4 separate regions of the Mus musculus genome follow, and regions 1, 2 and 3 are each linked to region 4. The links are chromatin contacts, called in public HiChIP or PLAC-seq and promoter capture Hi-C maps. All regions are on one chromosome and are shown on one strand. Each heading gives the region's core, a stretch centred on a gene start, on an enhancer-like site or on the middle of the called end of the contact. The rest is flanking DNA. Distances are from core to core; before and after follow the strand shown.

What was found. Promoter capture Hi-C pulls out the DNA fragments that hold promoters and counts their contacts. HiChIP or PLAC-seq counts read pairs in DNA pulled down with a chosen protein or histone mark. Capture Hi-C pulls out chosen DNA fragments and counts their contacts.
Region 1: a promoter capture Hi-C map of pancreatic islet shows a contact between it and region 4. The contact joins the promoter of Emc8 here to the promoter of Zcchc14 in region 4. A contact is called at or near these places in 3 of 39 promoter capture datasets (cranial neural crest, embryonic stem cells and liver), 1 of 484 Hi-C or Micro-C datasets (muscle stem cells), 6 of 115 datasets of contacts at active chromatin or transcription factors (astrocytes, bone marrow-derived macrophages, embryonic forebrain and 3 more) and 1 of 9 other capture datasets (pancreatic islet).
Region 2: a contact with region 4 is called in an H3K4me3 HiChIP or PLAC-seq map of embryonic stem cells, with 9 read pairs. The contact joins the promoter of Fendrr here to the promoter of Zcchc14 in region 4. A contact is called at or near these places in 1 of 39 promoter capture datasets (liver) and 2 of 115 datasets of contacts at active chromatin or transcription factors (astrocytes and embryonic stem cells).
Region 3: a contact with region 4 is called in a promoter capture Hi-C map of the C10 cell line, with 3 times the contacts expected there. The contact joins the promoter of Zfp469 here to the promoter of Zcchc14 in region 4.

What each region holds. Positions count from the first base shown.
Region 1 is chr8:120,665,022-120,671,119 of GRCm38.p6, reverse strand. Emc8 (ER membrane protein complex subunit 8) reads left to right here and starts at 3,033. Exons shown (of 5, transcript NM_010926.6): 1 at 3,033-3,363. The coding sequence starts at 3,142. Gm27021 (predicted gene, 27021) reads left to right here and starts at 2,978. Exons shown (of 4, transcript NM_001308449.1): 1 at 2,978-3,363. The coding sequence starts at 3,142. It overlaps Cox4i1 (cytochrome c oxidase subunit 4I1), which reads right to left and starts at 2,895. Exons shown (of 5, transcript NM_009941.3): 1 at 2,765-2,895; 2 at 1,738-1,811. The coding sequence starts at 2,874.
Region 2 is chr8:121,079,309-121,086,343 of GRCm38.p6, reverse strand. Fendrr (Foxf1 adjacent non-coding developmental regulatory RNA) reads left to right here and starts at 3,234. Exons shown (of 6, transcript NR_045471.2): 1 at 3,234-3,370. Foxf1 (forkhead box F1) reads right to left here and starts at 1,958. Exons shown (of 2, transcript NM_010426.2): 1 at 970-1,958. The coding sequence starts at 1,945.
Region 3 is chr8:122,227,878-122,234,454 of GRCm38.p6, reverse strand. Zfp469 (zinc finger protein 469) reads right to left here and starts at 4,181. Exons shown (of 3, transcript NM_001362883.1): 1 at 4,044-4,181.
Region 4 is chr8:121,648,453-121,655,137 of GRCm38.p6, reverse strand. Zcchc14 (zinc finger, CCHC domain containing 14) reads left to right here and starts at 3,205. Exons shown (of 13, transcript NM_080855.2): 1 at 3,205-3,413. The coding sequence starts at 3,237.

The DNA of each region.
Region 1 (6,098 bases), core at 1,784-4,283, 980 kb after region 4:
GAACTGGCATCGTCCCCACCTGAAGCATGAGATACGTAGAAAGACGCCGACTGCTGAGGGCCACGTTGCACATGAAGACAAGTCCCAAGCAACCATCCCTGCTCCTGGGCCTAAGGGCTGTGGGTAAGGGGAGCTGGCAGGGTTACTTCCAAGTAGACCGGGTTGCAGAAACCTTCCCTACCTACCCAGGCATATGCCAGGCCTCAGTCACCCTTCTTGCCCTTAGTAAACCTCAACCTTTGGGGAAAATTTACAGAATAATAATAAAAGGGGGAAAAGCAAAGACTGCAATCACAAGATCACTTCTGTTCCCACCCCAGGCAAGCGCTGCCCGGGTTGTCAGATGTTAAGGCTCAGATCTCTTCTCAGTCACCTCACACCATGAATACCTCAACTGACAGCAGTGCCCCAGCAGGCTCCCAAAGCGCTCTAATACTGTGGGCACAGATGTCCACAGAGGACAACAAGGAGACTGCAGCTCCTTGTCCACTGGCCAGACTGCCAAAAAATGACAGCCAAGTCAGACAAAAACTGGTCTTGTCACAGATATCTGTGCTTGGAGATGGAGCATGTCTTTTCCGTGTTGGATAATAAAAGAGGGACTTCCCTTACCCAACACCCTTCTGTCTCAGCCTGCACCTATGGTGCCCCGGGGAGAGCAACAGGACACAGCACTCTCACTGCTGCAGAGCCTTAGGACACCAGCAGCTGGCCCATGGCTGAGGTGAAATCCACACAGCTCAGACTCAAGCCCAGCAGCCTCCCTTCGCTTCATGCTTCTGGGATGGCAACAGAAGCGGGCTTTATGCGTTTACAGAGGCTTGTGGCAGGAAAAGATTAAAGACAGACATGGCGCCAGACAGAGGGACAGAACTTTACAGGTGTGGTGTCCTGCCTTTAACCACAGCATTCACGAGGCACAGTCTGGAACCCTGTGGGTCCAAAGCCAGTCAGAGCTACACAGTGAGACTGAGAGGAAGGAGGGAAGGAAGAAGGGAGAGAGAAAAAAATGTAAGAAGAAAATAAAGCAAGCAAAGACCCAGACTAATAGGATTTATCCATGCTCCTTCAAGCAGGCAAACGCCCTGTTCAAATTCTCATCTCTCCCTAAAATCCCGGTAAGGCCAAGCTACCAGGCATCTTTGTTAAAAAAATCCCAGCACAGGACCTGAGACATAGGGGCAAAAAGACATTTAGTTTGCCTGTTTGAAAGTAAAAGTCGGGGGCTGGTGAGATGGCTCAGCAGGTAAGAGCACTGGCTGCTCTTCCAGAGGTCCTGAGTTCAAATCCCAGCAACCACCCGTAATGAGATCTGATGCCCTCTTCTGGTGTGTCTGAAGACAACTACAGTGTACTTATGTATAATAATAAATAAATCTTTGGACCAGAATGAGCGGGGTCTACCAGAGCGAGCAGGGTTGACCAGAGCGAGCAGAGGTCCTAAATTCAATTCCCAACAACCAGATGAAAGCTCACACCCATCTGTACAGCTACTGTGTGTACTCATATACATAAAATAAATAAGTAAATCTTTAAAAAAAAAAAAAAAAGAAAAAGAAAGTAAAAGTCCTGAGCCGGGCATGGCGGTGCACATCTTTAATCCCAGAACATGGGAGTCAGAGGCAGGTTAAGTCTCTGCGCTCCAAGGCAGCCAGAGCCATGCAGAGAAACCCTGTCATGAAAAACCAAAGGGAGGAGAAAGAAAAGGGCAGGGAAGGGAGTGAAAGTCCTGCTCACCATGTGCTCGAAGGCACACCGAAGTAGAAATGGCTCTCTTGCCAATCAGGCTCAGCGCTCTGGAAGCCAACATTCTGAAAGACAAAAAAAAACCCTTATACCTCTTAACAATGACAGCAAACACCTTTTAGCCAAAGTCTTTTTGCGGCAAAACATTAAGGAAGTAAATGCAACTTATCCCCCGAAATGTTAAATGTTTTTTTTTTTTTTTTTTGGTAATGATTTCATCAACTTTTTAAGGCACGGACTGGCCTGAAAGCTTCCACTATTACCTTCCTCTACCTCGTAAGAGCCGGCATTACAGGCCAGAGGCATGCCCCCAGGATCCGGTTTTTATTACTGATGCGAAGGCACAGGGTGAACTTCCTTACATCAAGCCAAGGGCTGTAATATACATGGCTTTGGCCAATGACTATAAATCCGGCTTCTTAAAAAATTAACTAGAAAGACAAAAATGACTGAAACTGCTAGAACTAGATATATAGATAGATAGATAGATAGATAGATAGATAGCACGGTAGCACACCTCCTGCGACTGAGTTTTATTTTAAAAATTGACTTGTACAGAGACTGCGAAGGGCAAGCGGGAGGAGGCCGCCCAGGCTCAGGCCCTGGCCCGCTTCCCGTTCCTGCGTCCCGCAGGCGACCTGGATGACCCTGTCACCCGCCCCAGCGACCCGAGCCCCACGCCTCACTGTAGCACAACCCCTGAGATTCGATCCCCGAGAAAGAACGTCCGAGCCCGGGAAAAAAAAAATCAACGCCCGGGGCGGCAGAAACCGTAGCGTGACGTCAGGGCTCAGGTCGCTGTCCCTCGGGCCTGGCACAGCGGGAACGCCCGGTGCCCGGCAGGCCGGAGCGGGGACCCGAGACAACAGACCCGCTCGGGGAAGCGGGCGCCCCAAGGTCACCGAGCCGCTCAAGTCCCGGGTCCGGGGGCGTCTCGGAGGCACCGCTCCCGGCCCCGGCGCTCCAGGTCCTCGGGCCCCCGACCGTGCCACCCTCACCCGCCGTCCAAGGCCGTCACCTGCCACCGCTGCCCAGGCGACCGCCGCGACCGCCCTCTACACCCTGGGGTGCTCGCGACCGGAAGAACGGGGCCCGCAACCGGAAGACCAAGACGGAGCCGCGAAGCATCGCGGGAATCAGGGAAGCCCCGCCCCAAGCCCGTCCGTTTCAGAGCGCGGGGCGGGGCGGGGCGGGGCGGCGCGGCTCGGGGCAGGGCGGGGCAGGACGAGGCGGGGCGGGGCGGTAACTGTCGCGAAAGGCCGAGCGGGTAGCAGCTGCTTTCCGGCAGACGTTTTCCGGCCGACCGGCTGAGGCGGGAGGCCGCGGCCGGAGGTGCGAGAGCGTCACGGCGTGCAGCGGAGGGTCGTGGCGGAGGACCGCGGTGCGTGGGTCGCGATGCCCGGCGTGAAGCTGACTACGCAGGCCTACTGCAAGATGGTGCTCCACGGCGCCAAGTACCCGCACTGCGCCGTCAACGGGCTCCTGGTGGCCGAGAGGCAGAGGCCGCGCAAGGAGCATCCTCCCGGAGCGGGCAGCCACACGCTCTTCGTGGACTGCATCCCGCTCTTCCACGGCACGCTGGCTCTGACGCCCATGCTGGAGGTGGCGCTCACCCTGGTAAGCTCGCGGTCGAGGCCGCGGCGCGGGGTTCCGGGCCGGGCGGAGTCGGGCGCCCTTCGCGGGACGCTGCGGCTGCTCCCGGGGAGCTCTCGAGGTTTTGTAAGATGACCGAGAAACTCGAATGTGTGGTGGACGTCCTTAAAACCAGCACTCGAGATGGGGAGGCAAGAGTTCGAGGCCAGCCTGGTCTACATTAGTGAGATCTGGGATAGGTAACGTTTAAAGTTTAAACTTAATGTGTTTGTGAGGCCACAAAGAAAAAAATGCCTATAGCATGTAAATCTCTAGTTTTACAGAGGTTTTTTTGTTTGTTTGTTTGTTTTTGTATTTTGTGGGTCCACTTGCCGATTTTTTTGCCCCAGACTTGCTGTTTTAGCAAGATTATAGGTTATAATACGGACTGCTGTTTCTGCGCTTGTAATCAAACTCGGTTTCTCTGCTTAAGAGACATTTGCAAGACCCGGAATTCTAACTCTGCGGTTTGCCTTTATAAAGCCCTGGACTGATATGGTCAGGCGCTGCTTACTACATCTTGGAAGCGCTCTCAGGTGCAGTCCTGACGCACCTGAGAAACAGATCAGACCCGTAACCACCCAGTCTCCCCACAGCCTCATTTACATCTCAGAATGAGCTCTGAAGTTAAAAATCTGAGCTGGCCTAGGAGGGAATGCTAATCCTGTCTCCCCCTCTCCCACCAAAATGACTGCATTGAATCGGAGACTTGCTTTGAATGTAGCCCCCCATGCTAGCCTGGCACTCCCAGCACTTCCTGCTCTAGATTCCTGAGAACTGGGATTACCGACGCGACTCGCATTCCTTGATTTCTGTTTCTTTTGTTTTCTGGGGGAGAGGGTTAGGGTTTCACTCTTGTGGCCTTGCCGAGTTTGGGACTCTTCTGTAGACCAGGCTGGCGTCCTACACACAGACCAGCCTGCCTCCATCTCCTGAGGCTAGGTCTAAAGGTGTGCACTACCACCACACCTTGCTCATCCATTATTTAATTTACATTAAAACACCAGAGGTAATTTCCAGCAAACTACAAGAGCCTACAGGCAAATCGGCACGTTTACTGGGCACATTTTGAATGTTTTTTAGATTCTTTCTGAGCAGGAGGAAGGTTTGCAGATGATACTTCGTTCCAGAAGAGAAGCGTGCTTTTAGTGCCTAAAGTGTCTCTTGAGAGTTCCTGTGGGTGATTCTGGCCACCGTCTAAGTTGTTCTGTTAGCAAGGGAGTTGCACCTGGCTGGGCCCTGCCTTCCACAGTAGGGCAGGCTTCTCAGGTTCTCTCCTGACTTGGTGGGGTGGATTGAACCCAGGGCTCAGTTAGACTTGGATTTGTAGAGGTCTGGCAAGCTCTGTGCTGAAGAGCTCCTAGCACCAGCTGATGGAGGAGCTGGAGAGATGGCTCAGTGGTTGGAGCACTGGTTGCTCTCCTAGAGGAACAGTCCTAACTAGGTCAGACACCTATAACCACCACTAACTCTGTCTCCAGACTCCCTCTTACGGCTTCTTGTGTGTACTGCACTCATGCCCATACTTATAGACCTGAACTTAAAACTAAAACAAGGGCCAAGGCAAAGTGGCCTTAAAGTTCAAGGCCATCCTGTTCCACACAGCTAGTTCCAGGACAGCCAGTGCTAATGACACCCTGTCTTGAAAAAAAAACAAAAAAAAAAACAAAAAAACCCACAAGGTAGTTTTTGTGTTTGGTTGGTTGGTTGGTTTTTCCCCTCCTTAAGAAAATTAGCTGGTCAAAGTTGGAGGGTTAGGATGGTCAGGGCATTCAAGTGTCAGGCCAGCCCAGCATCCCAGGCCATGTGACCTGCCTCAGGGCCTCCACATCTGAGACGGTCTGGCAGTTGACTGTCTTGGACTTTGTGCACCAGATGCTGTGACCACTCTCTTCCAATGCTGCCCTCCACTGTGTCCCTTTAACAGTGTGGAAACACTGAGTCCCCAGTGCTCAGTTTAACAGTTCTCAGGCCTGAGCTCCATTGTGATGAATTCCGATGCCTGTGGAGTGTCTCCCTCAGGCTCTTGTTGAACTTGTCCCTTCATCACCTGCCAGTCTCAGATGAGCTGCCTCCTGCAGCAGGTTGCAGGCTCCCCTTGAAGGACTGGGGTCTGACAGCATCTCTCTGGACAGTGCATCTGTCCCAGGATGTGACCCTGTGCCCATGGGAGCAGCAAAGTCCCTTAGAGCAGTATGCCTGCTGCTCCCTCCCTCCACCCCTCTGCTCATACTTCCTTGTCCTCCAGTCTGTCTCTTCCCAAACACACATAGTTCCCGGTACTACTGTTCCTCCTATACATGCCCCCTGCCCTGAATATTTTCCTCCACTTCCCCTGGGCTGTCTAACCAGCCTCCCCGGTGCCTGAGTTTTCTTCAATTTGTGTTATTTACTTTGCAACCTTGTATGCTGAAGGCCAGGAGGTCTCTGGGCTTAGAGCCTGCAGCTGTCAAAATGCAGGCTGTCGAAGTTTTAACAGCAACAGGCAGAACCCATGCAGTTACTTCAGTGAGGCCCCATCCTGGTGGCTCCCACTGCCAAGGAGCTCACACTGGAATGATTGCTGAACGTGGTAAAGACGAGCCAGCCACTTCTTAACATGTGCTCTGCCAAAGGACAGCATGAGACTCCTTTGAAGGGATTTCTATTATCATTTTCCATTAGACAAAAATCCTTGCATTTCCGGGTGCTTTTCATCTGTTTAAGTACTTACGCCTATT
Region 2 (7,035 bases), core at 1,985-4,484, 570 kb after region 4:
CCTAGGAGGCGGCCCGTCCGTCCGTCATGGCCTCATGCCCCAGAGCCTGGAACGCTGAGATTTCTGCAGTTGCCATTTCCACCCTGGTGGAGCCAGAAGCCCAATGCAGGGTCAACAGAATTCAAAGCCCACATCAAGGTTCAGGCAGCTGAAGAGTCCCCTTAAGGACAGGCATAAGGTGTGTGTATATGTGTGTGTGTGGGGTGACCCTGTGGAGAGGTGGACCAACAGCTAACCACCTCTCTCCTCTGGTCTGCCTCCCTGGGGTGGCCCTGACAGCTTATTTATGGCTATCCCTCTACCGACTTTTCCTTCCAGAACTAGGCTTGGAGGCTGAAAGCTATCTTCTTTTTCAGTGGGGGAGTCTGGGGTGGGCTCTGAGGGGCCTTGAAACCTGGATCCTGAAAGACAAAGAGCATTGGGGCTTATGACTCTGACCCCCAACTCCAGGCCTGGCCACCACACAGGACCCAGCTTAAGTCTGCACAAAATGCCCCTGGACTCACCAAACCAGGTTTCCTGAAGGGCCTGGGCTGGGCCTCTCAGTGTTTGGTCCAGGCCTCTTTGGGCCTAACTCTTGCTTTGGGCCTAACTTTTCCGTTCTTGCCTGACACAGATTCTTTGCATGGGAAGTATCAGAAAGGTGGGTTTGTTGGCCAGGGCTAGGCCGCTGGCTAGATACACAGGGCCTTTGCTAGAGGCGAAGGAACCCAGATGTTCCCTGGACTTAAGAGAGCCTGGGGTCTGAGTCTTTTTGGTGTGAATGGGGCCTACCTGGTCAGGCTAGGGGCAGCCAGAAAAGAGAAACAAGAAACGAAACTCGACCAGTCTAAACTGGGGACATCAAAACTCTCCTTAGAGAGAGAGAGCAGTTGGTACCCAAAGAATTGGGGCTAATGCTCTAGAAGCAAGATCGGTTCACAGTGGCTGTCATGGCTTGGGTCTGGGGTTGGAGCCCCCTGCACTCACCTTGCAGTTCTGCCGGCCCGTTGTGACTGTTTTGGTGAAGGTATGGCTGCTCCAGGGAGTGCGTGGAGATGCTGCCAGACAGGGGGTTGGCGGCTGGGTTGCAAGGGGACAGAGGCTGTTGCTTGATGTAGGAGGCCCCGCTGTTGAGAGCCGCGGAGGCCGCGGGCGGCCAGGCTGCTGCAGAGCTGGAGTAAACGGCGTGCGGCTCCATGACTCCGCCGGCGCCGGCCGGCAGCAGCGGTGAAGCGGGCACCGAGCTGTCGTGGTGCGGGTACTCCCCGGCCGCAGAGCCACCGCAGCCACCCATGTACGAGTGGCCGCCGTTGGAGGGCAGGTGTGGCACCGAGTGGCTGGGCAAAGCCATGCCGTCCACGTTGCCAGCCAAATGGCCATTCATCATGCCCAAGCCGCCCTCCAGCGCCAGGCTGTTGGGCGCGCACGAGAGGCCTCCGGAGCCCTGGAAGCCGTAGGTGTCGGGGAGGTGGTTGAAGCCCAGCCCGTTCACCATGCTGTACACAGGCTTGAGCGCCTGGCATTTCCTTCGGAAGCCGCGCGGCCGCCGGCGGAACGAGCCCTCCTCGAACATAAACTCGCTAGCCGGATCGATGGTCCAGTAGTGGCCCTTGCCGGGTCGCCCGAGGCCCTTGGGCAGTTTGATGAAGCACTCGTTGAGCGACAGGTTGTGGCGCACGGAGTTCTTCCAGCCCTGGTAGGCGCCGCGGAAGAAGGGGAAGCGCGCCTGAAGAAACTGGTAGATCTCGCTGAGGGTCAGGCGCTTGCTGGGCGAGCTCTGGATAGCCATGACGATGAGCGCGATGTACGAGTAGGGCGGCTTCTCCGGCCGCCGCACGCCGGCGTTGGTCTTCTTGGCCTTGGTGGGGCCCGCCGCCGCGGGGTCCATGGCCTGGCCGCCCGCGCCGCCGCCTCCTCCTGTGCCCCCGCCGTGCGGCGGCTGCTGCTTGTCGGGCGCGGACATCGGGTGGCTGCTGCCGCCGCCGCTGCCGCCGCTGCTCTGCGCTGCCGAGCCGGGAGGAGGAGGAGGAGCAGGAGGGGAGGGAGGGGAGGGGGCTGCGCGGGGCGGCTGCACCTCTGCCGTCACTGCGGCTCCCGAGCGCGCCTCCCCCGCAAGCCCGCCCTCCCCAGGCGCGCTATTCTCCTCCTCCTCCCTGCGGGAGGCCACGCGCATCAGGGGGCCCGGCACCGCCCCCCCCGCCTACTCCCCCCCCCCGCCGGTGCACGCCTTTGCGCCCCCGCAGCCTGCAGTGTCCGATCCCCCGTAGCTATTCAGTGGGCTCAAGCCCCCCAGGTCCCTCCCCACGCGTCCCCAGCCCCCCTCCACCCCCGCTCCCCGGACTGCGAAGCCTGCCCCGCCTCTGCCGACCTGGACCCGGTGTGCCGGTCCCCGCCTCCTAGGCCCGGATGACCGGGCTGGACACGCGCCCGGGACTCCGGTCTTCCCGGCGCGCTGGGCTGCGGCGGTGGCGGAGGCCTTGGGTCGTGACCAGCGCGGGCAGAGAGAGCGATTGGGTTCCCGGCCCCCGGGGCAGGACGGCGTAAGTTCCCGAGAGGGACCGCCTCCCCTCACTCCCCGCCCTGGGAAGCGCTGCGCCGGCGCCCGGCGCTCCTCGGACTCGCCCAACCGCGCTGCAGCCACTGCCCCAGCCGAGCGCGGGCGGGCGGAAAACGAAACCGCAGGCGGCTTAGCGGGCGCTTTGTCTCCAAGCGCTGCAAGCGGGACCCGGAGAGTGGCTTCAGGTCGTGCAGTGCCACGAACCGCACAGGTTCCCTAGCAGGCGGCTTCGTGCACTCATTCATGAAAGCGCGCACACGCGTGCATTAACACGCGCCCGGAGCGCACACACAACGATGCCCCCAAGCGAATCCTCTAATCACCAACTTAGACGCGCAGGCTTGCACCAGTGCGCTCCCCACTCACGTTCCCCAGGGTCCCCCGGGAAGCTGCCACTCTCAGATCTGAATTCACAGAGCAAAGTCTCCTCGGAGCCCCCTCCCCCCACGCTTAACTCTGAAATCCGCTTAGTTGGCCCCGCGGCCCCGTGTCCCCTTTTACAAGCGCAGGTTCTGATTTCCTGAGAGATGGCAAAGTCCGGGGCAGGAAGTTTACAAGGCTCAACGTAAACACGTTCCGGGGGATCCTTTAATAATAAGAGTAGAGAAGCCCGCGGGCGCGGGGGGAGTTGGCCTGATGCCCCTATGGGCTCGGCCTGCCGCCGCCGCGGGGCCTCCGACGCTGCGCGCCAGGCCGGGTTCCGGAAAGCGGGTGGCGCAGGCGGGGAGCGCGTCAGGGAGCGGCCCTGGCTGCGGGGTCGCGGCCTTGGAGAGATGATGCGGGGCGCAGGACGATTCACGATCCCAGGTGGACTTGCGCGCTCGAAACCAGGTGAGTGTGGGCCTTCCGCAGCCCAGACACGCGCGCGCGCGCGCGGGAAGCCCTAGTGGCAGGGCGGGTGACGAAGGGGACCTTTACAGGAGTTGGTGCGAGGGACCTTGGAGCTAGGCGGCTGCGCCCTGGCGCGAGTTGCAAGAAGAGATGTCTGCGGGTCTCCTTCAAAGCCCGCTGGCCTCAAGTTTCTTTGGATTCTCGGTTCCCCATCTTCTCCCCACCCCCACGCCTTCAGCTTTGGTGGTAGGCGCCTTGTCGTCTTCGAGGCGCCTGGCACATCTGTGCGAGGGTCTGGGGGCTTACTGACTTAGGTTGTTGCTCTGTAGCTGCCTCCTTTGGCAGAACCGGGTTCGCAGGAGGCGAGAGTCGCCATCCCGTTCCTTTCTCCAGGACAGACTTTAGAACTCTGTGGTCCAACTAAATTAAAAGGGAGGAAGAAGGGAGGTGGACGCTTATGTGTGGTTATGTGTTCGTGCACATAGACGCTCTAGCAAGCCGGCTTCTGCGCCACACAGTCGGCCTAGACAGCACCCCTCAGCACCATCCACAGACTGGCGTCTGCCTTCTCACGGGACTTAAGTACAGTTAAGGGGCCCCACCCTGGAAGGGCGCACCACATGTAGCCTGCACGCTGCTGGACTGTGCCTTCGCCCACACAGAGCCACAGGATCACAAGAATGGGCCTTGTAGGCCAGAGCGCACCCTTCCACCCCAGGCCACACATTCCCACACCCCCAAGTTTTCTTCTCCCCCCCTTTCTCCTTTCTTTTCCTCTCCATTATTTTCTTTTTATTTACGGTTTGTTTTTTTTTTTTTTCCTCTTACACTGGCAATTGCAGACCTGAGGACTCTGGGCTGTACCTCAGGGAGGGAAGTTCTCAGAAGGGCGCTACATAGCTGGCCTTTAGCGAGAAGTGAGCTGAGGAAGGCGCCCATTTTCCGAGCCGGCACAGGCTGTATTTTGCATGCTGCCCCAGTCCAGCCTTGCCTCTGACCTCAGATCAAGGGTGCCTCCAAATCGAGGGGACGTGAAGCTCTTTTCCAGTTAAAGGATGTGTGCCCATAGGTGACCTCCAGATCTGCCCCCCTTCCCGAACTCCCACAGACCGCTGTCAGAGGCTCTTTAGGGTATTTTGTAGAGAAATTTCCTTTTCAGGGGAGGAAACTGAAGTTTCATTTGCCCTTCAGTCTTCAGGCCTACCTCCTAAGGCTGCCTGTGAGGGGGAGGGTCAGGGGAGCCCAGTTGCCTGAGGCTCAGCCCGAATTCCCACTTTCCACTGAGGAGAGAGATGGAAGTGGGTACCCAAGAGGGTAGGAACCCTGAAAGCCTATAGCTTGGATGACCCTCTACAGTTATAAAGCAATGAGGGTTGGGGGGAGTTGCCTATGTGTCTCGAAACAGCTCGCAGACACTTTGAGATCTCTCTGAATCCCACATTTTTAAAGAGGAGAAACGGAGGTTCAGTCATAGGGCTCTATCAGTGGCTTCCCTTGCTGGACGAGTCTCCTGGCCCCATAAACTATCTCCAACCGATGCTTTTATAAAGTGTCAACTGAAACTGGGGCGGGAGGGGGTGGGAGGAAGCCAAGCTCTTGGTCATTTTGTGTAACTAGGATGAGACTGACTTCAGGAGCAGGGTCATCATGCCTCCCTCCTAAGAGGCCGCGGGGACCGCTTCCCCCCCCCCCCCCCATATTTCAGTGTAGGATCACTCACAAGTCTGGATGGTCCCAGCCTAGACCATTTTGTATGGAGCCAAGTTTCTCCCTTTAAACGCGGCTCCAACTAAAGCACCCACTTCTTACGGTTGTGGCAGCAGTGAGCTGGGACGAATGTCACACAAAAGTCCCCCGGGGGAGCAGCCTCAGGGAGGCAGGGCCCTGGATCCATAGGGTGATACCTGCTCTCAGCTGAAAATCCACAAGACTCCCTCCGCATCTCAAATCAAATCCCTGCGCTTAGCACTGGCTCCAGGAATGCCCGCATTTCGGGGAGGACGCCCCCCACTCCGGGGCCCCAGGTATCTGCGCTGGTTAATTGCTTAAGTGAAGCCGCCGGCCGAAAGCGCGCCCGGCGAAACCCGAGCGCGGAACCAGATCCTGCTTCGGCCGTCCGGCCGCGGGCGCCGCCGACCACCCACAGCGAGGCCGGCCGCCCTGCTGCAGGTTAGCAAGGGCCGACCCCACGCGAGACTGCGCATCCCCGACATCCAGAGGGAGCGCGGGGGACGCGCCGAAGTGCAGGGATGGAGAGGGGAGGGAACGTGATACGGACAATTCAGCCTTTGGGTACCAGAATTCAGAGTGCCACTTGCCCGATGAGGTAACTGTGGGCAAAGTGCACGGTGGGACAGGCACCACGGACTGCCAAGGGAACTGTAGAGCGAGGGAGATGTAGAGGGGTGAATGGATAGCAAACGAATACCATGCCTTAAGCCCTGGAGGACCTGGGGCTGGTGTGGTGGCTTCATGTGCAATCAGTGTTTGAAGATTCTAACTGGGCAGGACTCTCCTTCAGTCTATCCACCGGCCTGGTTGGTAGATTGCCCAACTAACGTGTGTACAGAAAGGTGAGGTGATCGGTAATCCCAGCATTCCCGAGGTGGAGTCGGGAGGAGCTGAAGTTCAAGGTCATCCTTGAGTTTAGCAAATTCAGGGCCAGCCTTGGATATCTGAGATCCCTGTCCCCCAGATTAAAAAGCAAACAAACGTGAAGGACACGCCCTGTATATGCACGAGCAACGCGGGATTGTGAGGTGTAATTACCTGCAGAGCGGGACTGCTTTATGCACAGTGGAGGAATGTGGACAGGACTGTGTGTTACAGGCGGAATGTTCTGAAGTGTTCTAAATATGTGCCCAGAAGGTAGAAGAGCGTAACTCTACAGGCCTCAGGAAAAACGGCGGCCTTGAGAGCGCTGTGGGCGGGTTTCTGTCAGGGGTGTAGGATGGGGTACCCTTGAAACAAGGCTTGAGGCAGCTACTTGTATTGGGGTGCACTTTAAAGTAAGGAAGGGCTGGGTGTTCTGCTTAGCCAAAGTGGGGGGGGGGACTTGCTGTCAGTGAAAGGAGGTGAGGGGAGCAGAGGGACGGTCACTGTCAGCATCTAAAACCTGTATCTCCGACAGACAGCCACTTAACCCAGAACAGGTTAATAATTTAGTTAAAAAAATAAACTAATAAATTGTGCTGTGGATGTGGCACAATTGGCAAAAACCCAAACAAACAACAGGTGTACAAAACAAAATCTTCCAAACAAAAACCAAAAAAGTCACTTGTCAAGCGTGCACAGAGCCCTGGGTTCCACACCAGAACCAGATAAATCAGGCTTGTTACAAGCCTGTAATCCTGTCGCTTGGGAAGTAGAGACAGGAGGATCAGAAATTCAAGGCCCTTCTGAGCTACACATTGAGTTTAAGGGTGGCCTGGGCTCCGGGACGCTGTCTAAACAAGTAAATAAGAGGGTCAGCACTCAGTGCCAAAGAAGCCTGAACTTGCTTCTTCCCAGTGGCCCTTATATCCCAAAGCGTCATTTTCCATGACGTCCTTCAGTGAAATATTTGATGGTACTACAGTCCCGGAATTTACAGCTCTTCCCAAAGAGACAGTCCGGAGCAGTTCCCGGATCCTGCTACTCCAGGATGGGTAGGTTCCTGGGCAGCT
Region 3 (6,577 bases), core at 2,932-5,431, 580 kb before region 4:
TGGCCAGCCATGGAGTCAGCATTCCATGCTCCCGCTCCTGTGGTGCCCAGTGGCCACATCCAGGTCCTGCAGAGCCTTGGCCTGTTTACACACGGCCAAGGCCGCATTGGCCCGGTGAACCCCAAGGAATGTGGAAAATGCCGCTCAGGGGCGCTCCTAACGGTCACATTCTGCAGTGCCCCAGCCGGCTGGGGCCCCTGACTGCTGCTCATGAATGTTGACTCTGTTAGGTGGCTGGCTGAGATGCCAGCCCCGGAGCAGCCAAACACAGGACAGACGCTGTGAGAGACAGCCAGGGGACGGAATGTCCCCCATTCTGCCACTGGCACCAGCACCAGCAGGAGGAGCCAGGATGGGAGGGGAAGCTTCCTCAGCCTGTCTCCTGGGCATAGTCTCCAGCGACTCACATGTGTGGCCATTCACAGTGGCACTCACCTGTCTTTGCTCTCTAAGCCTGTTCAGTAACACTACACCCTAGGTCGGGGACAGGGTAGGCAGAGAGGCCTCCCATTCTTGGCCACTTTTATACAGACTGTGGCTCCATGTCTGTCCTGGTCTTACACACTGCAAAGGCCAGGACAGAATGAAGTTAGGCCTGAGGCTAATAAATAGGTCCCAAGCTAATAAATATTCTTTTTATCCACGGGGCTCACCCCTCTCATCTGGAAGGAGCAGAACTGAGTGGAGATGGGGTGTGCAGGTCAGAATCACTTAGAGAAAAAGAGAAGTTGGATCCCAGCTCCCAGAAGGCAGTGGGCCCTTTACATGCTGAGTGATGGAAGAGACTGTGTGTGTGTGTGTGTGTGTGTGTGTGTTGGGGGAAGGGTAGGATAGCAGAGTGTTGGGTGCATGGCAGTGTCCTCAGACAAGCCTCTCTGTAGCCTCTCCATGCTCATAAGCAGAACTTAGCTTGGGCGTTGCCTCTCTAGAGTAGGCTCCACTTAGCCAACAGTGTAATTCCCAGAGACCACTTCAATCCTGCCAGGCTGGACACGGAAATATATGGTTTAAAGACATGTCACAGTCCCTGCTCCACTCTGCCAGGCACACTTGCTCCAGTCTGAACTCAATACACGCTTCTGCAGCAACAGCAGCAGCAGCATGCATGCGTGCATGCGTGCACATGTGTTCGAGGAGCAGCGATCAGTGCTGAGGAACAACTGGTGGCAGGAACCTCACTGCTGAGCTCAGCCAGGCCAGGCACCTCTGCGTGGGTCCCTGCAGCCTTAGGACCTGTTTTGCACCATGTCCCATACCATGGATGAGCACTAAACACCTGAGAAGGGATCCCAAGCCAGACATGACAGACTTGCCGGACATGACAGATGCCTTGGCTCTTTGTGTCTCTGGGGAGGGAGGTCATTCCCTAGTGTGCACAGTGGGTTAGGCTGAGTGCAGTCCTTGGGAACAGAAATAGCAGCTCGCATACGGCATAGACATCATGGCGCTAAAGCGGAGGCTCTGATACAGATGATGAGATGCCCTGGGGTTTGTGGCTTCTTGGTGAGCAAAGTACGCTAGCGCAGCAAAGAACCACTACTCACCCGTACTGACCGGATTTCTACCACTGGAAATGGTGGGATGCTGGCAGACTTCATGACAGGTCTGCAGGATAACACTGACAGCTTCTACTGCCCTGGCCCCAGCCTCAGCCCCAGCCTCAGCCCCAGGGTGAATGGCAAGCACAAACAAAAAGAGAGAGGCCAAAGAAACCTTTCCAGGTCGTGAGGGAGCCATGTCACCTCAATACAAAGCCCAGAGCCCACTTGGAGCCTTCCTCCCGCCATGCTTGGGTCAGAGCACTATGGGTCAGCTCCACAGAGAACGGGGCTGAGGGTGTCAGTCAGAGGTGCTGGGTGCAGAATGTTATTTGGAGATGGGCTGGGCCATATTGTAGCTGCTGTTCCTTTTAGAGAGGGGACACGGCTTCACCTGCTCTGGTGATGGCCATCGAGGACAGGGACAGAATGGGAGGTGTCCCAAGAGGGAAGGGAACTGAGTGTCCCAGGTAGGTGTGGGAGGAAGGGGCTGTGTTAAAGGCCCTCTCACCCTTCATTGTTCACGCACGAGTTCCAGGAGGAAATGGGGTGAGGCCAATGGAGGGCTGATGAGGAAAACAAGAAGCAGATGCAGTCCAGTACCTGGCCACCTGCTTCCATCGGCTGGAGCCCAGGACCAGCCAGGTTTAGTGACTTGCCCAAGGCCATGCTACCTGCCACACTTGCCCCTGGCCTGGGTATACCTGTGCAAGTATGCCCCTCCTCCACACCGTTGCAGCTCTAGAGGAGAAAGCAGACCCAGAAATGGAATTCTTCCCAAGATGGATTGGGGGTTGGCCCAGAAGCCCAGGCTGCACATAAGTTTCAGTGTGTGGCCTGGCCTCTGCTTCCAGGCCATGTCAGTACTTAGCAAGGGCACGCAGAGAAAGACCCAGGGCTTGCTTCCCAAAGCAGGTGGCAGGACACTTCCTGGCTTGCAATGCCAAGTTGTAAAAGGTACATGCTCCAAAGACTTGGTGGGGAGTGACATACCACTAACTTCTCCAAGGCAACTGTGGCAACTCCAGGCTTACTGTGTCGCCTGTCACTCCAGGTGATTGACAGCTAGGGGCTTGGGCTGAAACGGATCCTCCAGTAGCGGCAGGACAGAAGGCTCAGGCTGCTGTGAAGGAGTGAGAGGCCATCGCTGGGGGCATACAAGCAGCCACTGACCTGGGTCGGTGGAGGGTGGGGTCTTGTGGAGACTAAATCACTGACACTGTAAGCTCATGACTTCAGAGCTCTCTTTGGCTCTCCCACGGCCTCTACAATGCCCTGGGATACTGACAGCCTGGAGTCCACTTGCTTTGTCTCACCTTATCTCCCAGACTGAAGAAACCCTGTGCCGTCCTCTGCTGCCTTCTCCCATTCACAATAAGGAAGACACACTCTGTTGGCTCTGCCCAGTTGTTTGGGACCTGCCAGGCCAAGCTTATGGCAAAAGGGACCTGCCAGGCAAGCTTATGCCATCCTGAAGGGACTGCTGGCCAGCTGCTGCTCTCCCCGACTGGCCCCGTCAATATGCCCAAGCATTTTGCCCGCTTGTCTGTTATTTTCCGGACTTGGGTGTTGGCTGAGTAAAGACGGTTGGGACAGTGCAGGACACAGAGGCCTCGACACACCTTTGTCCCTCTAACAGGGGGAACTGGACCAGAGTCAACTGGCAGTGTGGCTCTGGACTGTCAGCACCTCTGCTGCTTTCCAGCTGTGCAACACAGGCCACTCTGACCCTCTTCATCTAGAGCACGGGGTTCCACCCATTTCACTAGGAAGATTAAATGCAGTAGTAACACGTGGCACAGTCCCCACACAGCCGGCTCAGAGGAGCCCGAAGAAAAGCCATCAACTGTCTCAGCTGGAGCCCGAGCCCCACTCAGCAGCCCGGCTGTTCCGCTTTCCTGTCTGCTATGCACATCCCTGCTTCTACCCTGGGGTCTCGGGTGCAGGACAGGGTCCAGGCCGCCACTGGAAGTCCGATTGAATCCCGCTACGATACCCTCCCCTTCCCACCATCGCCACGAGGGGCGCAGTGTCTCCGCGGTCGGCTTAGCTTAACTCCGTGGACTCCTCCAGCGGAGCTGCCCCAAAGCACAGGGTGGGTGGGGGCGCGATGGGCCTCCTGGCGGAAGCAAGAGCGTGGTGACCCTCAAGTCCGCTAGCCGGACCCCATCCCGCCCGCGGAATCAGACCTTAGGGGGTCCCGAGCGGGCGGCGGTGGAGTAGCATACGAACGGTTCCAAGTCGCAATGAATGAGTTACCGCTTCACCTCCCGCAGCCCCGTGGCTCCGACTCCCCTGGGCTCTGGTGATGCTTGCTCTGTGCTTCGCAACTCGCGGGCGACATCCCCAACAGCTCTCTCAGGGGCTGGGCCAGGCAGCCCCGAGTTCGGTACTCGGCGCCTGCAGCTCGTCTCACCGTGTGTCGGAACCCGAGGCCAGCCGTGCGCCTGGAGGGCAGCGCGGTGACCGCACCCGTCCCTGATCACCCCAGCGACGCGCACTCACCTCCGCCCCGGCCGCGCGTAGCTCCAGTTCCCGGGACGCGCGGGGCGCCCGCGCCCGGACCGCGTAGCCCCAGCGCTCATCCCCGCCCGCAGCGCCCCGGCCGCCCGCCCGCCCGTCCGCCGGGCACCGAGCCGCCGCGCTGCGCCTGGGGCGGGGTGCGAGCAGAGGGCCGCCTCCCGGGCCGGTCCGCGGGCAGCGCTCGCGCGGAGGCCGGACGCACAGCAGCGCCCCGGCTTGGGTTACACGCTTGCGCCCCCCCCCCCCCCCGCCCCGCCCCGGCTATTTTTAGCACGGCTTTTCCTAGGTGTTGGTTTCATGTGATCCACCTAGCCACGCCGGCCTGGTGGGAAACTCTCTCCCCGGTCACCAACCCTCTCCCCCCACAACACGCTCCTTGGCCAGTTCTACAGCTGGCACGCCGCTGGGCGGAAAGCCTGGCTTCAGCGCAACTTCGGAAACGGCTGCCACCATTCCACCGTGTGGCTTCCAGTCGCAGCTCTATCCATCCTTCGCTCCTCCCAGTCCCTGGGCCACCAAAAGCAACTAAACCTCTTCCTCTGGCTTCTGTCCCGGAAGGTTAGGGCCCGGGCCATAGCTGACACCTGTTTAGGGGAAAATTCAGGTTAAGCCTCCCCCTACCCCCCAGTACATAAGTCTGACACTCTAAGGTGCTGCGGCCTGGAGTAGATGTCCAGCGGGCTTCTGTCATAACACAGAGCTCGAAGTCATCAACCTTGGTGGCTTCCTACTGGGCCATCATCCAGCCTGGGGATGAGCACACTGGAACGTAGTGGGGACCGAAGGAGCTATTTAGGTCTCTAGAGACGGAGGGGCACCTTTAAGATCATCTGACAAAATGCCACATCTAACATGAACCCAAGCTTCACAGATCAGGAATCTGCCAGAGGCCACACAGCTGGAAGAGCTTATGTTAAGATGTTCAGCTCAGCATGAGGGTTCAATGCCCCAGCATTGAGTAAAAAGGCAAGGTGTGGCGTGTATTTGAACCCAGTGCTGGGGAAGCAAGAGCCAGGCAGATCCCTGGGGCTAGCTGGCCAGGCAGCTTAATTTACTCGGTGAGCTCCAGGGTAACCTGTCTCCATAACAAAGCGGACAGCACCTGAAGCCGACCTCTGGTCTCCACGCACACACGTACACGATGTGAGCTCACAGCCCCAGGTCCTGAGAGAGAGAAGATCACTGACTCCACTTTAGATGAACTGGATCACTGACCATTGATCTGTGGGCTTCTCAACAGGCGGGGGTACTTCACGGAAAGAGACCCTGTCAGAAAGAGCCCTTCCACAGCTCCCACCCCCAGTAGGTCTAGCTGCCACTCAGAAGTTCCAGTTTCACTCCTGGGAACACCTTTATCATGCAAAGCAAGGCTGGGCGCAGGCTTCCAGGATGCTTCCTGGGAAACTCCTGGCCTTGGGCAGGTCCCAAGGCCTATGCTGAACCACTCACTTGTGAATGGCCCTGAGCTGCAGTGTGCTGCAGGGCAAAGCTGATCTTCCTGGGACTGTGCAGTGTGGCATGTGACAGTGAGTGAGCCCGAAGGGGATGCAAATGTGAATAGAATCTGGGTTGAGAGGCCCCCACCCTGCCCTGCACCCCAGCTCTGGAATTCTGATCACATTTCCGCAGTATCATTCTGGGCCTGTGGACCCAGGATCTCTTGCTCCTCAGAAAACATCCAGGAAGGGTCTGAGAAACTAACTGTGAGTGGAGGAATACCCCAGCTACCAGGCTTCCCAGTCCCTACTGCTGGGGTCCCACCCACCCGGGAGACCTTGGAAGACATATCTGTTTTAACTTTAAGGAAGGCCAAGATTTCAAAATATACCAGTGTGTTTATGTATGTATGTATGTATGTATGTATATATGTATGTGCTTGGGGCATGTGCATCTGCGAACACATATACATGCATATGTGTGCACATAAACATATATGTGTGCATGCATGTAGTATTTGGACACATGTTTCTCTAGCTGTGTGCCTCTGGACACTGCCCAGGCTACAGACACAATAACCGAGGTCACTGGTGCCCCCACCTGCTGCTACAGCCTTAACAGTGGACAGGCCCTGTAATTCTCGAGTCAGGTGGGTGTGAGGCCTACAGCCCTGTCCTACTGCTCAGGAGGCCATAGCAAGGCAGGTCTCCTCTGCTTGGCAAGCTGCTGCCCCTTTTCCAGGCTCTGGTGCTGTCTTCAGTCCTCTGACTGGAAAGCCTGCATCCTCTCCCATGGCTACCCGTGACTGATCAGTGATGTTGAGGCACAGGTGGGGCCGTAGTAACACTGTGAAGCCTCGGTGTGCACAGGATGGCAGGGTCAAGGTCTCCTCTCACTCTAGACATCAGTCACATGAGCATGAGAATGCTGTTATGAGACTTTTCTGAGTGACAGGGTCCTTCCTCAAGGATGCCTTGGACTTATGTCCGGCAGCCTCATCTTCTCCTCTCGGTCCTGAACAAGAGCCAGAGCTCCTGACAGAATGACCTCTTTGTCCTGGGAGGAGCTGCTAACACACA
Region 4 (6,685 bases), core at 1,956-4,455:
GCTCAGGAGCCCATGGCCAAGGCTGTGCCGAGGAGGGAGCTCTGAGCACTGGGAGTCACAGACCTGCCACAGACACCCGGAACTTGGCAACCAACATGAGGCCTGGAGCTCAAGTGGGTCCAGCAACAGTGGCGTGGGCAGAGTGTGCTCAGGACTGAGCTGAGGCGGGGAGGACAGGGTAGGGAGAGGAGACCTCAGAGCTCGGGTATGTGAACTTGGGTCTCTCATCTCCATGGCCCCAACTGAGGTCTGTTCCTACAGCTGAAGCAACGGGGGACATAACCTTCCTCTGGTTTCCTGTGGTTGCCCTCAGAACCGACCTCACTGTAAGCTGGATTCTCCTCCCTGGAGGCCTTCATCTAGAGTCAGGTTGTGGTGGCTAATGTCCCCGGGGCACGGGGGAGGATCGGGCCAGCCTCCTCAGCTCTTGCCATCCCTCACTGGAGGGTCTATCTTTACATGACCTTTCTGCCCTTGACTCCAAGGACGACACAGCTTTTCTATTAGGACATTCTCAGTGCATTTGGGGGGGGGGGGGGGCTATCCTTAACCTGGCACAATGTGTCTTGATTCTGATCTTCATTGTATCTGTAGAGACCGTATTTCTAAACAAGGCGGCATTTACAGGGTCTGGGTGGGGGCTGTTATTTAATTCATCATGGCCTTAAATAACACACACAGCAAGAGCTAGAGGCGCAGGAGACCAGCCCTGGGCCTTCTACAGTTCCAGCCCCTGCTTTCCAGCTAGAATGAGCCTTGGGTAGCACCCAGGACCTCCAGTACCACCTGCCAGGCTGGGCTCTAGGCTGCCTTTATAGATGAGGATACTGAGGCCCAGAGGGGTCGAGTCAATGGCCCAGGTCACACAGCCAGCCAGAGTCTGGGCAAGGTACCCAGGTGTCTGTGGGTTCTGGGGCACTCCCGCAGGAAGTAGGGGTGTGCTGTGTTTCAGGTCAGTCTTCCTTGCTTCCTGGCTCTTAGATTTAGGAATGGATGTCTTCCCCCAAACTGCAGAGAATTAGGATTCATTCAGTAGCCTGCCCTGGGAAAAGGGGGTAGGGGTGCCTAATGGACTATCTCCTCCAAACCTCCCAGTACACTGGGGTAGCCAGAGAAATGCGCTCAAGAAGGTGGGCAGGGCCAAGGGAACAGTTTCCCAGCTCTTGGCAGGCACCGTCCGCTCAAGGTGGGAGCTCCAAGGCCGGGAATGTTCTGCCGCCGAGAGAGTTTTCAGCACCTTGGACCAGACTGGAAGGATCTATTTACTAGTTCCAAAGGCCTGGCTGCAGGCTCTGCAGGGGAGCTCAGCTTAGTCCAGGTCTCAACACTCGATGCCCAGGGACATCGGCCTATACCCCCAGGATGTCAGAAGACTCCATCTAGGAATGGGAGCGGGGCGTCTTGTCCCAGGCCTCAGTTTCTCCGTCTGCCCAAGGCGGGCCCTGTATCCGAAGCACTGGAAGGGGATAGGAGGCCCGCCTGTCCTTCCCCCAATTGCATCCCGGTGCCAAGCAAAAGCCAGGGTGGTGGCAGTCCTTTAGCCCTGCCTCTGCCCGCGGGTTTGCATTTTCTCGGTTCCAGGGCCCGAGATGCCCGCTGACAGAACGAGCTGACAGACCTGGCAAGTAGATCTTGGGGTGGGGGAGGGAAGAAGGCTTGCTCCTCCCATCATCCTCGCCCTAGGCGGTCCCGCCACCTCAAAAACGCAGGTGCTCGCCCACTGTGAGCTCTCAGCAGCCCCCCGGGAGGGTATTATTACCCGCATCTTCCCCGGGAGGCGCAAGGGGCTCGGAGAGAAATCACGATTCGCCCAAGGTCACACAGCTCGGGTGGGCAGATCAGAGGGAAGTCCGGAGCCGGTGGTGCTTCTGGGCCCATCGCCGCCTCCTTGCCGTCACGTTCATGAATAAAGCACCGAGGCCCAACGCCCGGCTTTGCCCAAAAAACAAGGCTCCGGGCTAATCTGAGGGAACAAAAGCGCCTAAAATTCCATCCCGAGTTTTCCACCACGCCGATTCCCACCGACCAATCCCCTAGCGCCGGTCCGCAGGGGGCGGGCACAGGCGGACCCGACGTGATCGACAGTCCATCTCTGAGGCGGCGCCTAGACTTCGACCAATCCTACGGAGCTGCCGAAACGAGCCGTCGCGCAGGACAGGCGGCCTGGCCAATTGGCGTGGGGGGGCGGGCTCGGACAGCCCGGGCTGTCGCGAGAGGCGGCCACCCCGCCCACTCCGCTGGCCGCGGCTGCCCGTGCTCGCGAGCGCGCTCTGCTCAGCTCCGACGGCCCGGGCCGCGATCCGTCCGCGGGTCCCGCTGGATCCCTCCGCCGCGCCAGGCCCGTCCGGGCGCCGCGCCCAGCCTCGCAGCGGGTAACGGCCGGCCTGGGCGCAAGCACAGGAGGCGGCATGGCCGGGGCGGCTCCGTCGGGGGGCGGCCCGCACTGACAGACCCTGCGGCGCGCGGGGAGATGGGGGCGGCCGCCTCCCGGGCGACGACGACGACGACGAGGAGCGGCCGCCGCCGCTGCCGCGCACCGGCCGCCGCTGGGGACGGGCGCGGGCAGGGCGCCTCCCCGTGAGCGGCGGCCCCGAGGCCGCTCGCCGTCCCCGGCCGCCCGGGCCGCGGCCCCGGCTCCGGCCGCCGCGGGGCCCCTGGCGGGCGGCTCCCCCGGCCCGCGCGCGCCCGGCCCGCGCCCCGTTCGCGCGCGCGCGGCCTCGCCCGGCGCCCGGCCGCGGCCCTGCGCGCCCCCCGGCCGCCCGCGCGCTGCTCCCGGGCCCGGCGGCGGCGGCGGCGGCGGCGGCGGGCGCGGCGCGGGCGGCAGCATGGTGGAGAAGCGTTGCCCGTTGCAGAGGGACGGCGTGTACCGCTGGTTCTCTGAACTGCCGTCGCCGCAGCGTGTGGAGTTCCTGTGCGGCCTGCTGGACCTGTGCATCCCGCTCGAGTTGCGCTTCCTCGGCTCGTGCCTGGAGGACTTGGCACGCAAGGACTACCATTCGCTGCGCGACTCGGAGATCAAGGCCAACAACCCGGCCGACCTGGGCAGCCTCACCAACCTGACGGACGAGGTGGTGCGCAGCAAGCTGCTGGTGTCGCTGGCCCTGCTGGGCTCGGAGCAGCGCGAGGCGGCGGGCGTCTTGTACCGCACGCTCACGCACACCGACTCCATCATCCACAACTACGGGCTGCAGCTCAACGAGGGTCGCACGGGCGATGAGTTCCTCCTGCTCTTCACCATGGCCTCTAACCACCCGGCCTTCAGCTTCCACCAGAAGCAGGTGCTGCGCCAGGAGCTCACACAGATCCAGAGCAGCCTGAACAGCGGCGGTGGCGGCGGCGGCGGCGGTGGTGGCGGTGGCAAGAGCGCGCCCGGGCCCAGCGGCGCGCTGCCCACCTGCTCGGCTTGCCACAAGGTGAGCGCAAGCGCGCGCGGTGGGGCAGCGCGGCTGGGGTCCTTTACCGGCCAGCCTGGAGATGACCTACTAAGGGACCCGGAGGCCTGCGTCAGCGCGCGGCCCCCTTTGTGTGTTCGGTGTCACGGCCCAGGCTGGGGACACGAGAAGGCCTTTGTCCTGTCAATCCCGGTTCTTAGGTGACATAACACTCAACGATATGTCCACTTGCACCGACCTGGAACCTGGGCGCAGGTGGGCCCTGCCACCTGCCTGTCTGGGTCAGGTGTCCCCGGGCGTGCATGGCAGGGGTACGATGTACAGGAACCCGTGTCTGCGTGTGCGATCGTGGGGGTTGTGCACGCTGCTAAGCGTGTCTGTCTGGAGAGCCTGGCTCTTGACAGGGGCTTTGCAGCCTCAGCGGGTCTGCGGGTATGCTGTCAGTGGTGATCCACCATCGGGGAGAACCCAAGCTCACTGAGGTGGGATCTGGTCTTAGGATGATAATGTCAGCTTGCTGGGCAGGAAGGGCAGCTTGACTGTCCACTCAGAAATGCCAGCTGTGGCCCGAATGTTTGAGGACTGGTAAAGCACGTGGTTCTCGTGGAAGCTGAAGGCTGGGTGGTTGGGGGCCATGGTGACTAGCAGATGGAGTTCATTTCTTTAGTATCCATCCCTCTCAGCTGCAGCCCGGAGTTGTGGATGATGGAGTCGGTGTGCATTTGGGCCTTTGGAGGCCGGCAGCAGCCCTGGAGCCAAGAACCCAGGTTTCTTGTGAGAGAAAGGCTCACCAGTGCCAAGGGCCATTGAGGTCCCACACCATGTCCTTGGTAGTCAGAGGCCACATCCGGGCCTCCTGCCCAGCTGCTCCACAGTCTGAGCCTTTTGAAGTTTAAACTCTTAACTCAGCTTCCCCTGTCCAAGGTGAACAAGGTGAGGTCGTCGGGGCTTCCGTCGGTTTTTCTTTCAGCTCTCTTTGAACCTTGAGTTGTGGCTTCTTTTTAATGTCTTCCTCTAAGAAGTGGTTGTGGTTCCTGAATGGGTTTCTGTGGCGTCTTATCTTTTCACTGACGTTTGCCTCTGAGACTTCGGTTAGCTTTTTGGGTTTTTCTTCTTCTTTTTTCTTACATACATACACTTTGCCACCTCACTTCCCTCTTGCATGCGAGGCAACTGTCAACAAGAAAGGCAGGGCCCAAGGAAAGTTAAGTTCTTCAGGCCAGCCAGCTGTCACCTCTCTGTGGTCTCCTCAGCTGCGGTTAGTTTCATCCACGAGCAGGAGCTTGCTGTCTCCCAACCTGGGCTGCCAGACCCCTGTGTGAGTGAAGCTCAGACGCATCAGGTCCGGGTTGCTCTGTAGGAGATGGGGACTGGTTTTTAACAGGGCAGTGAATTCAGAGTAGAAGTGTCTAGAACAAATGTCTTGGGTCCTCTCCCACCCACACAGTACTAGGGATGGAGCCTGGAGCTTGTGCATGCCAGGCAGGTGCTTGGCCACTGAGCCCCACCCCACTGCAGCCAGCCCTCACAATGCCTGTATAAGATGGCCTTTGTCTCAGGCAAAAGTCCACGGCGAGATGGAGTTAATCTAGTCCCCAGGGTCTGGGCACTGGTCGCCCGCCTTGGTCTCCTGTGCTGTAGGAGGCTGGGCTGAAGTCCTCCAGAGGTGACAGGGCAGCTGGCAGCTGTGCTCCCCGTGTTTTTCCCGGCCATGTTGGCTGTCAGTGGTTCTGTGGAGCCATGCGTTGTCTGCCCGAACGGCTCTCGTCCTGAGCTTGCAGCTGTTGCAGTTTTCAGGAATCCTGTGGCTGATAGGGCTGGGGTTTTCTTTAGAAAGTTGGGGGACATTGTTTGGCCCTGGCACAGGGGCTCTTGACTTAGCAATGAAGGCTGGGTCTCACTTGCTCAGATCCAAACAGGTCCATTTCTCTTTCTTTTCCCTGGCTCTGAGTCACTCCCGAAGGGACTGTTCCCCAAAGCTGAACTTGGGCTCATTTGTAGCTCTGAGATTGAAGCCTGATTGTGTGTGTACTTGGAGGGGGATCCTTGGAGGGAGAAGTCCAGCCGAGAGCCACTTAGCACTGAACTCCGGCCTCCTCTGCATCCTCAGCAGAAGGTGGCTCTTGTGTTTCTTTCTGAGCTGTGTCACTTGGTTTTGAACTTAGGACTGAGACTTTGCTCTCAGAAGTGAAGGTGTGGAGTGTTTTTGGATGTTGTCTGATTTAAATGTTTATTTCTCTTACCTGAGTTTTCTGGAAAGCTTGGTATTGTAAGCTTCTTTACGCTTTCTTTTCCCTTTTTATTTTAAATGTATAACGTTCAGAGCAGCCCTAGATGTTTAAAAGTGTGGTTTATTTATTTTAAAGACCGAGGTTTTGGGAATGTGGGGAGGGACTCTAGAAGTGGGGGCAGTGTTTGGGATGTAAATAAAATAAAATAAAATAAAATAAAGACCAAGGTTTCATTGTCTTGCTCACCCTGGCCTGGGAATTGCTATCCTCCTGCCTCAGCCTCTGCAGAGCTGAGAGGATAGGGACACACCAAGCCTAGCTGTGGATGCATTACGTAGGCATGGCTTACTTTAGAAAACCATTTGCTGTCTGTGGTGTGGGAGCATTAGGGGCTGCAGAGGGGCTGCAGGCCTTACCCTGCTGGGTGCTTCCTGTCCCTTAGGTGTGGTCTCAGGATGCTGAGAGCAGTGCTTGCATTTTTTTTTTTTTTTTTTTTAGTAGAAAACCTTGGTTTTGGAAGCAGGTTAAATCAAGACTTTTAAATGGGTGTGAGGTACCAACTTGTAACCAACCCCAGCACTCAGGAGGCTGAAGAAGGAGGCTCTGACTTCAAGGCTGCCCTGACACCTCAAGTTGGTGTCCGGTAGCTGGTACAAGAGAGCATAGCATTCCCTCTGAATTGTGGTCAGGGTGCTGTACAGAGCTGTGTGGCCAGCAACGTTGAACTTGTTCAGATACCCGAGCCTGTGAGCCGTCCCTGCATTCTCCCACCCAGCCCCCAAGAGACACGGCCAAATGTCTGTCTGTGAGTTTGTCCTCTCTGAGGCAGTCGTGTGAACGGAACTGTGAGTGCTTGGCCGTGTGCTGGGCTGCGTTCACGTTCACGTGCGTGCTTTTAAGGCTTCTCTTGTAAGAGCGCAGCACGCTGCTCTCTTTCATGGCTGAGTACTGTTTGTTCATCTCCTCACCAGCGGGTGGAGGTCGGGATTGAGGCTTAGGTGAGATTATTCTTCATGGTAAACTCCTGAGTGCCTGACACTAATGCATGCTCCTCGGGCCACT